Regions from separate parts of the Triticum aestivum genome. Here region 1 is linked to region 2. The links are chromatin contacts, called in public Hi-C maps. All regions are on one chromosome and are shown on one strand. The core of a region is the stretch at or near the end of the contact, and the rest is flanking DNA. Distances in the headings are between cores, read along the strand shown.

Region 1 (6,978 bases), core at 1,954-4,453, 590 kb before region 2:
TACCCTGCCCTTTCATAACGGTTAAACTTATATACTCCTTCCATTCCAAAATAATTGAATTTCTAGGTTTCTCTTAAGTCAAACTTCTTTTAAGTTTGACAATGTCTATTAAAATATGCCAACATCCAAAACACCAAATTAGTTTTATCAGATTCGTCCCAAAATATATTTTCATATTATATATACTCCTATTTGATGTTGTAGATGCCAATATATTTTCTATATGCATGGTCAGGCTTAAAGAAGTCTGACTTAGGACAGACCTAGAACCTCAAATATTTTGGAACTGAGGGAGTATCATATAATCATGGAGTACATTGTAAATCATGTAAATTTCTTTAATCTCTCATCCCTTGTTTTATTCTGAGCTAGCTTGTCAATAAGGTATGAAATGACATTTTATAGATTTGAAATGAAAAACACGGGGTGGTTAATGTTATTGTGTAAGTGAAGAATGAATATGTAAGCAGGATTTGTAGATCAGGATCACTAAAGGAATTGTGTTAGTAAGCTTAAGCACTTGTTTCTTCAGAGAATCTGCCGTCGGTTAAAACTCAAATGTCTCTCTTTGCAAATTTCTACTTCATAGCATCCATGGTATTTGGTTCAGAGTGTCTAAGCCTATCTATTTTGATATGTGATGTTAAGATCATCTTTCTTTCATATCCCAATAGTGTGTGTAGCAGTTGAAGCATTTCCTTGCTTTACTAATTCTTACATTTGTTTTAGTAGTGTAAGTGAATTTTTGTGTATGTTGTCTTAAAACAAACTCTGAAAACTTCTGTTAAACACTAATTTTGATATTTTCATGGACTGATAATAATATCATGAGAACATTTGTTCCCAGTTTGCAGCCTGTGAGAGAAACACGTGAAAAGCAAGTGCAGCTATGGAAAGAGCTGATACTTGATTACTGTAGAAGTCAAAAGATGTATATAATCTCCCTGGAAGAAGATTTTCCGTTGTTCTCCAATCCAAAGATTGAGAGTAAGTCGTATTTGTCTGAACCTTGTGTTTTGACTACTACTCTTCTGCAAGACTGCAATTCAGCAAAAATATGTCTTACTGTGTTGAAAGTGCTATGACATAGTGATCTGGCATGATGGTAATGTGTTCCTAAGGCCTACTATGGAGCCTATTGAGCATGCCGGACTAGTGTATACATGAAAATTTTGTTCACTCGATGAGTTTACAATGCATTTGGACATTCCTATTGACGTTACACTGAACTTGCATGCTTTCAGGATCTCTAAGCTATGAAGCAAAGGAAGTGTTCCTTGCAGCTCTTGTTAGTGAAGGTTTATTCTGCACAACATTAAACCTTTAGTTATTGTTGTAGCTGTGTGTAGTTTTGTTTTTCTAGGTAATGGACGCCTTTATTACCCCTGGCCTGTGTGCAACTACTTAAAGCCAAGTTCAAACTGCAGGGCGCGCAGAGTGGATTGACAAAAATCACAAGAAGTGTCTCGTTCTTTGGCTGCGGATTCAAGATTGGGCTAACTGCATATTAGACTTCGTAAGACTTTGTATTCTATTAAACATGTTTCTTTCGAAGCTATCAATTTATCAATGAGTAGTGGCAGTGACTTAATATTTATCTATGTGTTATGCTTGTAGGTAAAGGAAAATGGGTTGGAAGTAACAACAATTGAAGATATACGCTCTGGAATTGAAACACATGGGACCGGTAAGTATACCAAACTTCATGGTGATGAGATTAGATTTTCCATTGAGAACCGAGCTCTAGCTCGGTTGGCTTGGAGCTTATGGTGTAAGCCCACCCACTCACGTTCGATCCGCGGAAGGCTCATTTCTATCTAAGTGAACACACAGTTAATGGAGGGCTTCTCCCCCATTTAGCCAACAAGATTAGATTTTTCATTTTGAATATTTCCGTGACGCTAAGCTTATTTTCTTGCTTTGAAGCAATTTGCGGTAGAAACAGTAATATACATGTACTCCCTCCGTTCCTAAAGATTTGTCTTTCTAGATATTTCCACAAGTGACTACATACGGAGCAAAATGATTGAATCTACACTCTAAAATATGTCTATATACATCCGTATGTGGTAGTCCATTTGAAATATCTAAAAAGACAAATATTTAGGAACAGAGGGAGTAGGATTTAGACTTGGCTAGCTGTTGGATACACATTTCCATGTTTACCCAACTTGTCATGTGGGCTTGGTATTATAGCGGGCACAAGCCTCAGGAGGAGCCGTCTGGCTAAGCCTAGGCTGATAAGTTCTTTTTTCTTGATTCCCTAGTTGGTTAGTTTGGATAAGAATCTATTGGAATATGCAGTTACACTTTTCCTTTTAGGGGTGGCTATTCTATAAAGCCAGGGATAATCTATGTTATATGATGAATGAATAAGCCAGAGGTTATCCTCTGAAAACCCTGTTCCTGCTGCTATCACGCCATGATGCAACCTCCCCTGCACAGCTACGCTCTGGAGCTTAGGCCGTGACATAAGTTGGTGTTGGTGCCTCATTACTAATGCACAGCCCATAATTCGCAAAAAAGAAAAGAAAAGTAATACATAGGCCATGCCCCTCGCTCATAATAAAAGTTGTCTTAGTATTGTGGCCAGTTTGAATCATTCTCTCCTGTGGCGCCTGTTGCAGAACTTGCGGGAATTGATCGTGGTGTCCTCATGCGAGCTTTGAGGCTGCTGGAACAGAAGGGAAAGGCAGTTATCTTTAAGGGCAGTTCAGCAGACGATGAAGGCGTCAAATTTTCTGTTTAAACTTTGTGTACTAGCCCCCAACTAACAGATGAATAATCTCGACCGGTGTCCTTGAACATGATACATCCCTTCTTACCCGTACACTGATCACATCCTTCCGGCGTGTTTATCGGCATCATTCAAACCTTGATATTTATTTGCTCTATTCACATTTCCCGAACTGTTGTATTTAGCCTTCTATTCATCTTCAGCATATATACCTATAAAACTGCATGTTGTGTGTCTCATAAGGCTCAACTAGTGTCTCAGCATATATTCAGAACCAATCGTTGATTGATATATGGCTTGTTAGAATGGAAGGAATTTGAACAAGTAAAATAAAATAAAATAGGGTAAGCTTATCAAGATAGCACGCTTCAGCTGGAAGAAAGGAATGTATTCTAGAAACTAGTGTCAGTTTCTCACACATTGCAGTTCAATTCCCGCAGATTCTTGTGACGCACGCTCCATTAGCGTTTTTGATACTAGAACGGCTCTTATAGTATTATGGACCGAGGGAGGGAGTAGCTTTCTTGTGTTAACATCACTATCGGTTGTCAGGCAATCAGCCACCCAAACAAAAAGCCGGGTTCCACTCATGTCCACTTGGGCTGCATGAATTGGATTCTCTCGCCCCGTCACTGACATGCAGGCCACGAGGAATCAATCAGTCGGCAGGGCCTCCCACCAGAATCTGCAGATTCTTTATTTTTCATTCACGATTATTATAATATCAGGAGGAGACGCGGCTGCCTTTCCGTCGGTGTCACTCCACGTCAGTTCTCTCCATCCATCAATCTATTGGCGTTGATTGAGAGAAGAAAAGAAGGGTATAACCCTGTTCATCAGCAGCCACTAATACGAAAGGGGGTCGGTGCAAGTGCAGCGGATGGATGGGGCATTTGATCTGATGCCACCCGCCTTTGCCGATCAGCCATGGCACCGCACCACTAAAAAGTAAGCAAGCAGGTCCCAACCGCATTGAAGGACGATTCGACGGAAACGAATAAATAAAACCAGCACGCAAACCTGCATCAAGACAGACAGACAGCGAGCAAAGGAACGGGAGGCCCATTTACATATATAGCCCTGCTGCTCCTGGCCCCTTTCCCCAGTTCCGTCCCATTATTGGTTCTTGCGAGGAGGGGGGCGGAGAAACGGAAGCAGGAGGCAGAGAGGAGATCGAGCCAGAGGTTTGTTCCGTTCCAGTTCCTCTTTGTGATGTGTACTAACCTGTTTATGGCAGCAGATTTGATGGTTTCTCTGCTCTGGTTCTTGGGGGGAAAAACAGGGCGGCGAGCAAGGGCGCGATGGCGTCCAAGAGGATACAGAAGGAGCTTAAGGATCTGCAGAAGGACCCCCCTACCTCATGCAGCGCAGGTCTTGCTCCTTTCTTGCTTCTTTTGGTCTGGATTTTGCACTTCTAGGACATGCCCTTGTGTGAAGAGTCAGATTTTTGTGCGTATGCTATGCTTCGGAATGACTTGCTGTGCACACGCTCGCGTCTTCCGTGACTGTACCGGCCGCGAAAGAATGCTTTGCTTGACAGCTATTTGGAGTGACGCTTTATGCTCTGCTTGCCCCAAAAGGGGAAGGGGAGAAGGTGCGATGTGTGCTTGGAGTTCTTGGTGAAAACTACCCGTGAACTTGGGACTTTCTTTTTCTTTTTTTTTGCGGGGAGCATGAATCTGGACTTGGATCAACGGTGCTATGTACTGACATGTGGCCTTGTTAAACCCGCGTCACAGGCAAAGAAGGCTGCCTGCAATGAGAGCCTTAGCTCGATTGTTAGGTATGCGGTTGTGCAGTCTAACCAGCCGGGTTCAATTCTTAGAATTGTCAGGTGATGCACAAGGGTTTCCCCCGTTTATTGAGGACCAAGCTTGATGTGTGGTCACTCATCAAGCTAAAATCTTGGTACTCACAAATAATATATTGGAGGACCATGCTTGATATGTGGTGAGACTACACTTCAAGATAAAAATCTTGGTACTCATACTAAAAAGGGTGTGTGCATCCCTAGTTGGTGCAGAGGCCGGGAAGTGAAATTCTCCCCCCAAATAAGGTTTCTGGAGAATCGGGCCAAAAAGCCCTCTCTCTCCTCTTGTCGCCCCTGTGTGGTGGTTGTCGGCCGCTGTTGTTGCATGGCAGCACAGTAGCCTGCATCTGGTTTGGCGGTGGTGTTCTGGCTGTGTTCTTGCTCGATGTGGCATCACCTGATGGTGCCGCAAGAGTTGGGCGATGGGACGGCGGCCCGGCTTCTTCGATGGTAGCGCCTCCGTGGTTAAGTGGATGATGGAGTGGTTGGGTCTTGCAGTGGTGACGGCCTCCTTGAGGATGGCGGCAACAGATCAGGTTCGATGCGGCTCAGTGAGTGACATGTGTCTCTTCTAGAGGCGTCAGAGCATGCCTGTCGCCGGCAGGTGAAGCCACCGGCGGGTGCTACGCACGATGTCTCATGCGGAGACGTCAAATCATGCCTGACGGCAGGTGCTGCATGGTGGCTCTGGTGGAGGTGTCATGTTATGCATGTTGTTGTTGGATCGAAGGTGGCGCGTCAGTGACCGAAGGCGAGGCTGTATGGGACTTCTTGACTTCCGGTTCCTTTTCCTGCGGTACTCGGCTGGCTAGGCGTCGGTAGCCGAACAAGTGTTGATGGTAGAGGTGACCTCAATGACGAGCATGTGCACTCCGGTGGAAACACTAGATCTCCGATCAGGTTATGTCGACGCACGCCAGCATCGTGCCCTTGCTGAAGGTGGTGGATGGAAGCTTGGCTTTAGGGATGAAAATCTTGAGACCGACCTTGGGTTGGACTCGTCATCATCGGCGCACGTCCGAAGATTCCTTCTCGCAAGAAGCAGTGCGATGAAGCGGCGGCGGCGGCAGCGGCGGGGAACCTTGTCTAGCCCGAGGAGGACAAGGGACCAGGCTGATGATGGCCTGCGGCGACTCAATGCAAGAGGGGCCGATGATCCCCGCGCCACCGCGGCATGCCAGGGAATCTGGCTCTCACCCCTCGAAGAAATTCTGAACCAGGAGGTTGCCCCATTGATAGCAAGTGTGCAATCTCAATCTACAAGAACCCAGTTCTCCATGATCGCAACAAGCATATCGATCTCCGCTATGACTTAATTGAGAACAGTAATGGGACCGCGGAGTTCATCGGCATGAACAAGCAGAAGGCTGATATCCTGATGAAGTCCCTTGGGCGTGTACGATTCCGGAGCTTCGAGCCTTGATCGGCATCGTCGACATCGCCATCCTCTCATGACAGGGTTGAAGAGGGAGATTGTGGCCTGTTAAACCCTGCCGCTCGCGTCGCAGGCAAATAAGTCTGCCATGGCAGCATTTTTGGCCCAACCCAAAAACCGTTGCATATGGCAGCAGCCCTTTACCGTCGGTCTTTTTTTTGTTAGAATTTTTTCAGCAGTTTAGTTAGCTTTTGCCCAGAGGATGCGGTCTGTACACTCCTCGACGACTTTGTAGCATGCATAGCACTAGCTCGGGACATGTGATTACATGTTTGGTAGTGGAGCATGAGCTACGACTTGTTTCCCTTTTCTGAAGAAATAAAAGCAGGAAGAAAGAGCAGAAAAGCTGCAATATTACGCAGCGCAAAATTCAATGTCTTGCTCGTTCTGTTGTGCCCACAGCTCGTGGTTCAGGGTAACATGACACAGTTTGTCCAACGGTAACTGATGCAATCACGCAATCAGTGATTAATATCACAGTGATTCACGGAGATACGGTGTTTACCCTTAGGCGATCTGACAAACGACATTAGTCTCGTCATGGTGGATACTGTAAGTCTTGTCAATACAATTAGAATAAAATCCCTGGCTGGATATTGGGATATTTGGTGGGGTTTAGTTCCAAGCTGGCCTGAACATAAGCGGCAGCCATTTCGAAATTGTTCAAAGTAATTAAACATCTGATATGTGAGGATGGGCCTCTGAATACACTTCAGTTGTAACTTATAAGGTTTTGATTAAAGAACTGTTATTTCCAAATTAATGCATCGTTTAACAGTAAGATTCAGATAATTAAAACAGGTGTTCATTAAGAAAAGATATGGGTAGCTTGACTTATTTCTGGGGAGATCTAGCTACCTATTGATTTGTGTTTTGTTTTTATGTTTCCCAACAAATGCTTTCACTAGAACTAGCTATGTCAACGCTGGTTTCTGTGGGTAACGTGTGAAGCAATGTTATATTGGTGTCTAGAACACTGGCTGTATTAGATCTGAT
Region 2 (7,015 bases), core at 3,845-6,344:
AGGAAGATTTCTTCGATACTTATTCACCTGTGGCCAGACTGACCACCATTCGAGTATTACTCTCGTTGGTGGCCTCACATGGTCTTCTCGTCCACCAGATGGATGTTAAGACGGCTTTTCTGAATGGAGAGCTAAACAAGGAAATCTACATGCAACAGCTAGATGGCTTTGTGATAGATGGTCAGGAAAGAAAGGTGTGTAGGTTGCTGAAATCTTTATATGGCCTGAAGCAAGCACCTAAGCAATGGCATGATAAGTTTAATACAACTCTGACATCTGTTGGTTTCGTTGTTAAAGAAGCTGACAAATGTGTATACTATCGCCATGGTGGGGGCGAAGGAGTTATACTGTGCTTGTATGTTGATGACATACTGATATTCGGAACCAACCTCAAAGTCATTGAGGAGGTCAAGTCGTTTCTGTCTTAGAACTTTGAGATGAAAGACCTTGGTGTGGCTGATGTTATCTTGAACATCAGGCTACTGAGAGATAATGAGGGTGGGATTACACTTCTGCAATCCCACTATGTTGAGAATGTGTTGAGTCGTTTTGGATATTCGGACTGCACACCATCTCAAACACCATATGATCCTAGCATGTTGATTCGAAAGTCCAAAGGCACAGCTATAGATCAATTGAGATACTCTCAAATCATTGGTTCACTGATGTACCTAGCGAACGCAACGAGGCCTGACATCGCGTTTGCTGTGAGCAAACTGAGCCAGTTTGTTTCCAAACCGGGTGATGTACATTGGCATGCTATTGAAAGGGTTATGCGCTATCTGAAAGGTACTATGAACTATGGACTTCACTACACCGGAGAACCGTCGGTACTTGAAGGGTATAGTGATGCGAATTGGATCTCTGATGCTGATGAGATGAAGGCCACAACTGGGTATATGTTTACTCTTGGAGGTGGCGCTGTTTCCTGGAAGTCTTGCAAGCAAACGATCTTAACGAGATCAACAATTGAAGCTGAATTAACCGCATTAGACACATCTGGTGTTGAAGCAGGATGGCTTCGAGACCTTTTGATGGACCTGCCATTGGTTGATAAACCGGTTCCGACTATCCTTATGAACTGTGACAATCAGACTGTCATCACCAAGGTGAAGAGTTCAAAGGACAACATGAAGTCCAACAAACACATAAGAATGAGATTAAAAGCTGTCAGAAAATTAAGAAACTCCGGAGTGATAGCGTTGGAGTATGTCCATACGGCTAAGAATCTGGCAGATCCCTTTACAAAAGGGCTATCACGTGTTGTGATAGATAATGCATCGAGGGAGATGGGTATGAGACCCACATGAGTTGCCATGGTGGTAACCCAACCTATGTGATCGGAGATCCCGTGAAGTAGGACCTGGGAAAACAAGCCAGTGGTGAACTGAGGAGAGTAACTATACTAACCCACTCCGTTGGAGATGCAATACTCTCAATACTGTATGGTAGGATGACTATTGTCTTAATGTGTTCCAAAGCTTATGTAAGCAAGATGCTATCCTACAGAGCGATCTTTGGAGGAACACACCTATGTGAGCCCGACTGCTGGTCACAGTCTATGAGATTGGGGTGATCTCTAGTAAGCTCATGAATAGGCCAGGAGTGTGACTTATATGCTCCACCTGAGGGGTCAGCCTTCGGCAGCCTAGTACTAGTAAGACATGTGGTGAAGCTTCTTTACGCCAAACTGACAATTCAAGGCATAGTCCATTGTTCAGTTGTGAAGGAGTGTAGCTACTTGCTCTAGGTGAAGCTCAACCTTAACAGGTCTTCACTGAAACACTGGTATATTGAAACAGCAATTGGAACAGAGGACACAATGGGCCCTCGAAATCTGGTGGGGGGTTGCTGAAATTTGAGATGGGCTTTAGGCCCATATAGCAATTTCTGAAAATCTCTAAGGGCCCATGTGGGTTTATTGGCACTAGGTGTAGTGGAAAGTTTAGTCCCACCCCGCTAGTGGAGAAGGAGTTGGACCTCTTTATAAGGGATTGTCTTCCACATGCTATTGGAGCTTGAGAAGAGAAGAGGCCCTCGCGCGCTCCTCCTCCGTCGTCCGCCTCGCCACGCCGCGCCGCAGGTTGCGGGATTGACCCGAGCCGAGCTCACACCTACGCGCTTATATTTGCCAGTCACTAACGAGGAGTTTCTGACAGCTGGGCCATGATCTGAGACGTCGGATCGTGGGCTGTCACGGACTCGAACATGGGTCGAGCCCACGTCTCTCCACGCGGCTGCGCCTATATAAGTGTGCGGTGTCTCCCAACCCTAGACGCCACGATCAGATCGCATCTGCTCACGCGCACGCCCATCGTCGTTCTTCTGCTGCTGCTGCCGCCGGTGACTCCATCCCGTTCGCCGCGTACACGGTCGACGGGAGAGCAGGTCTCCGAAACCCCGTCCCTCTGGTTCCTGTACGGGAGAGGGACGAATAGGTTTTTGGGAAGCGACTACGCGACTGCTCGCTGTTCGTCTACTTCCTCTACGTCCGCATCGCCCTCGTCATCATCATGTCCACCGACGCTGAATGTGCTGCCGCCGAGAAGCTCGAGGCCGCCAAGGACACTGCTGCTGCCGCCACCGCCGTGGCGGCTTCTGCCTGGCCTACTGGAGGGTATAACATGTTTATCCCGCTCCAGTTTATTTTCGTATTAGCAGTACTAGCAGTATGTGTAGATTTGTCTACTGTTTGATTAGTACGTGCATGTTTAGATCAGAGCCAGTACATCGTCAATTCAGTCAATGCCATGCTAGTGATTTATTTATGGATTAAATTAGTCGAAAAATTGCCTATTTACTCAGCAGTTATCCCTAGTGTTTAGCCTTCCCCAAAAGGCAAGCCAAAGGAAGGTTATGTACTTCAAGGGAATAAGCTTGTCCCAAACCCACTGCTCGTACGGATATTGAACCCCTCGGAAAGTTAGCAGCTTGTAGAAGTACCTCATGCACACACCCTTACCAAAAGTGGTAGCAGACCGGGCATCCTCAGAATCACTGACGGGGACAACGTTTGTCAGAATCTCATGCAAAGTTTGCAGCTCAGAGCGCGCGGCCCTTGAAAGATTTGGATGGAGTTGGACCTCCTAGCCATTTTGGGAGAACTGCGAAGCAACGAAGCAGCACGGATCCCTCGCAAAGGAGTAGAGGACAGACGGCAAGAACTTCAGACGGCCGAAGTCAAGCCAACAATCATGCCAGAAGGAAACCAGGGCCCAGAGCCAAGCGAGCAGCAGGTAGAGTTGACAACCAGAGGAATGCATTGTTTGAAACCTTTCCAGAAGGCCGTATCAGCACGGTGTGCAGCTAGAGACAGATCCTCTGTGCAATACTGCATGGCAAACCAGATATAGTAGGGGACGCCTGAGGGTTGTAAAACCTTTGCCACAAATTTGCACAACATCGATTGACTGTAGGCAGCCAAGTCTCGAACATCAAGGCCACCAGAGCTGTGTGGGAGAGTAACATGATCCCAGGCTACAGGGCATTGGCCGTCCTTGATCTTGTTCTTGCCCTGCCAGAGGAAAACGCGCAAGAAACCCTCCAGCTTGCATATGGACTCCTTCTGCCATGGGAAGCAGATCATGAAATAGCTAGGTATGCCAACAAGGACAGAGTTTAGGAGGGTGAGGCGGGCCCCATAGAAAGTAATGTGGCAAGCCAACCCGACAGGCGCTTGTCCACTTTATGGATGACTGGCAGGAGCATCTCTTATAGGCCGGCTACGCCATTCTATTGTACTTGTTCTAAGCTGCATGAATGCGGTGGGATGGTTCGAAAGCGGAGAGATTCTGGTTTACGAGATCTCAACTTTCATACCATTTCGAACAATTTATATGATCGCCGTTGGATGGCAAAAGATATTTAGAGTGTCATGTTTAGACATTTTAGGGACGGTTTGGTGTTGCGCCTTGAGGCTGTCCTTGGTTGGAGTTGATAAATGGCTCTCCGTCCTCCGGGTCAGAGGCTCCCTGACGCCGGTGCTCCGCCCGACGAATTGACCGGAGTTTCCTTTCCGTCCAGGACCGACCGGCATCACGTGCCGCCCCACCTCCCGCCTCCCGCAATCCGATGCCTGCCTGCACCCTCGCCACAACGGGCCCCACCCGCCATTGGCTCCTCCCTGCCCTGCGCCATCCTCCATCCATCCCCTCTGCGTCCCGCGTGAGTGCGAGTGCGAGCGACCGGCACTGCCTGCCCGGCGGCCCCCGCCGCTCAGGGACCACGCTGGCGCGGGGTCGGCCTCCGTACGGCGGCCAAAAGAAATATGACGACGGGGACGCACGCGACCGTGTTCCGTCTCTCGCTCGCACCGGAGCCGGAGCTCGGAAGGGATGGGGTGACTGGGGCACACACTCCCAGCGCGCGGCTCATCGGTGCGGGCTTGACTGGGTGAACCAGAACCACCGCCAGTGGCAGTGAGGAGAGTGTCGACGAGGAATCGGCCGTCCACACCGCCGCTACGCCCGAGGGACCGGGAATCGTCGACCAACGCGTGCAGCGTGGGGAGCACGTCATGCCTTCGTGGCATCACTCCACCTATGTTCAGCGAGGAAAACAGTGCAGCTACCATCCGTCTTTCTCAAAGAATTCACAACGCGCGGTGGAGTGATGCTCACGGCGTCACAGTTGGAGCAGGCCAGCCCGTACTGCCTACCCAGCCCATACCCGTTACGCATCGCCCCCGTAGTTCTTCTCCCCTTGCGCTGCGGCACTGCACACATCCAGCCAGCCAGCCAACCGGCGACCACGGCACCAGTTACCCACAGTGCCAGACACGGCAGCAGTTTTGCAGGCGCCGCGCACAGTTTACAGCTACGAGTAAAATGGACGGAGGCGTCCTCGTCCTCCTCCTCGGGGTTGGGTAATTAAACTAGTGGCGCGGGATTTGAAATGGAACCTGCCCCGTAAACCAATGCCATCGCATTGCAAGTAGCAGCAGTAAACGCGGCCGGAGGAGAGGTTAAACCCGCAGGCTTTAATTACGGCCGGCGAGGCAGAGATAGTTAAAAACGCTTTCACGGCGGGATCGGGCGTGGGCTCCCGCAGGGCCTGTCGGGCCGGGGCATCCTATAAGACGGCGCTAACGAACCCCAGCCAGTCCACTCTCCCAAAAACCTCCCCAAACCCCCAAATCTCCCATCCCATCCCATCACCGCTTCCCAGCTCAGCTCAGCTCAGCTCAGCCATCTCCGAGTCCGAGGCTCTGCTCTCATTCTCTTCTCTTCTCTTCTCCACTCCCCTCCTTGTTCCTCGCGCTCTCGTTGCTGCGCTCCACGCTCCTCTGTTCCTCTCTCGTCGAGCCAAGATTTTACGGAGTTCGAAAACCGTTAGTATTATCCCGGCGCCTCGCGGCACGCAGAGCACGGCTCGCGGCTTTACTGCTCTGTTACATTTCTGCTCGCCTTTTTAAATAAAAAGAAGGTAAAGAGGAGGAGGAGGAGGAGGCCGTCTTTATTGCCTTCCCCTGCGCCCGCTTCTGCTCTCATCGTCACTCCGTCCTCCTCACTGCTGCCGTTCCTTTGGTCTTTATCCCCCTGCCGATCCGCGCGCGGAGCAGGAGCGAGCGATCCGCCCGCTCAATCGATCGTCAGCTTGCCCGGTTAAGGCTGCAGCTTCCTTTCCTGCTGGGGCCAGGGGGCTCGTTCTGAGCTTTCTACCTCGTCTGTCTTCAAAGGGGTTTTGGGCGAGAGAGACATCGGCATCCTCCTTTCTGTGTGGTTTCCGGTGGTGGCGCGTGCCATGTCGCGGTCGCGCACGGTGCGAATCTACTGGGACGATCCCGACGTGACGGACTCGTCCAGCGAGGAGGAGGACGGCTGCGCCGCTCGGAGGGTGGGAAGGATGGTGCGGGAGCTCCCGCCGGCCCCGGCGCCGCTGGTGCACGCGGCGGCGGCGGCGGCTGCTGCTTCGCCGGAGCAGTGCAGCGCGGGAGACGACGACCTGCCGAGGCGTGTTGGTGGGTGCACCGGTGCGCGGAAGAGGCTGGCCAAGGGCGGCGGCTCCGCTGCGCAGAGCACCAAGTTCCGCGGCGTCAGGCGGCGGCCGTGGGGCAAGTTCGCGGCGGAGATCCGCGACCCGTGGCGTGGCGTGCGCGTCTGGCTCGGCACCTTCGACACCGCCGAAGAGGCCGCGCGCGTGTACGACAACGCGGCCATTCAGCTCCGCGGCGCCACCGCCACGACCAACTTCTCCACGTCCACCAACTCGGAGGGCGGCCAGGAGGACCTGACGGCGGCCGGGTACGAGTCCGGCGCCGAGTCCTCGCAGGCGGTGTCGTCCCCGACGTCCGTCCTCCGCAAGGTGCCGTCCATGTCGTCCTTGGCGGAGGACAGGGGCGACTCGGAGGCCTGTCAGGGCGACGCCGCCGCCGGCAGCAGCCTCAGCGTTCCGGAGGAGCTGGGCGAGTTCGTGCCGTTCGAGGACGCGCCGGTCTACTCCAGCAGCAGCTTCTGGGACTTCGAGCCGCAGTCCGGGTTCCTCTACGCCGAGCCGTCGTCGGCCGAGGAGGCCTCGTGGGACGCGTCCGCCGGCGGCGAGCCGTGGGCCGCGCCGGTGCAGGAGAACGACTACTTCTTCCAGGATTTGCGCGACCTGTTCCCGCTCAACCAGCTTCCCGCGATTTTCTAGTTGGGAGCGGCGGAGCTTGCTTCCCTATCTTTTTTGGTGTATGTCGAGGGTATTTTGTCGTGTACGTGTGGTGTGTCCCCGTGTATTTGTAACATGTCCGTGTGCGTTGCTGCTGTGTTGGGTCGACAAGAAGAGAAATGTATGATCCGGGTAGAGTTTTCACTGCTGTGCTGGGTACTATACTACGTCAAAGTTTTGTGTAGTACTGTCCACTCCGATACGCTGCAGGGTGTACGTACATGTACGTACGTATAGGTGTTGTTCACTCTCCACTCCACTCCACAGTCCACAGCTAGCATGGTGCATGCGTGCTTTGGCTGGCACGGCTCCGCGGCGTGGTCCAAACGCTCACTGCTCCAAATGGGGAGGCCATGATTTAGTTGCG

What was found. Hi-C and Micro-C count contacts between places; a contact is called where the count stands out from the background.
Region 1: a Hi-C map of leaf shows a contact between it and region 2, with 5 times the contacts expected there. The contact joins the promoter of LOC123061638 here to the promoter of LOC123058420 in region 2. A contact is called at or near these places in 2 of 5 Hi-C or Micro-C datasets (both in leaf).

Annotation. Positions count from the first base shown.
Region 1 is chr3A:457,363,845-457,370,822 of IWGSC CS RefSeq v2.1, reverse strand. LOC123061638 (ubiquitin-conjugating enzyme E2 5A) reads left to right here and starts at 3,203. Exons shown (of 5, transcript XM_044484817.1): 1 at 3,203-3,921; 2 at 4,020-4,108. The coding sequence starts at 4,039. It overlaps LOC123061637 (vacuolar protein sorting-associated protein 25), which reads left to right. Exons shown (of 7, transcript XM_044484816.1): 3 at 848-987; 4 at 1,245-1,298; 5 at 1,428-1,516; 6 at 1,618-1,687; 7 at 2,628-2,905. The coding sequence ends at 2,749.
Region 2 is chr3A:456,778,083-456,785,097 of IWGSC CS RefSeq v2.1, reverse strand. LOC123058420 (pathogenesis-related genes transcriptional activator PTI6-like) reads left to right here and starts at 5,094. Exons shown (of 1, transcript XM_044481150.1): 1 at 5,094-6,796. The coding sequence starts at 5,743. The coding sequence ends at 6,630.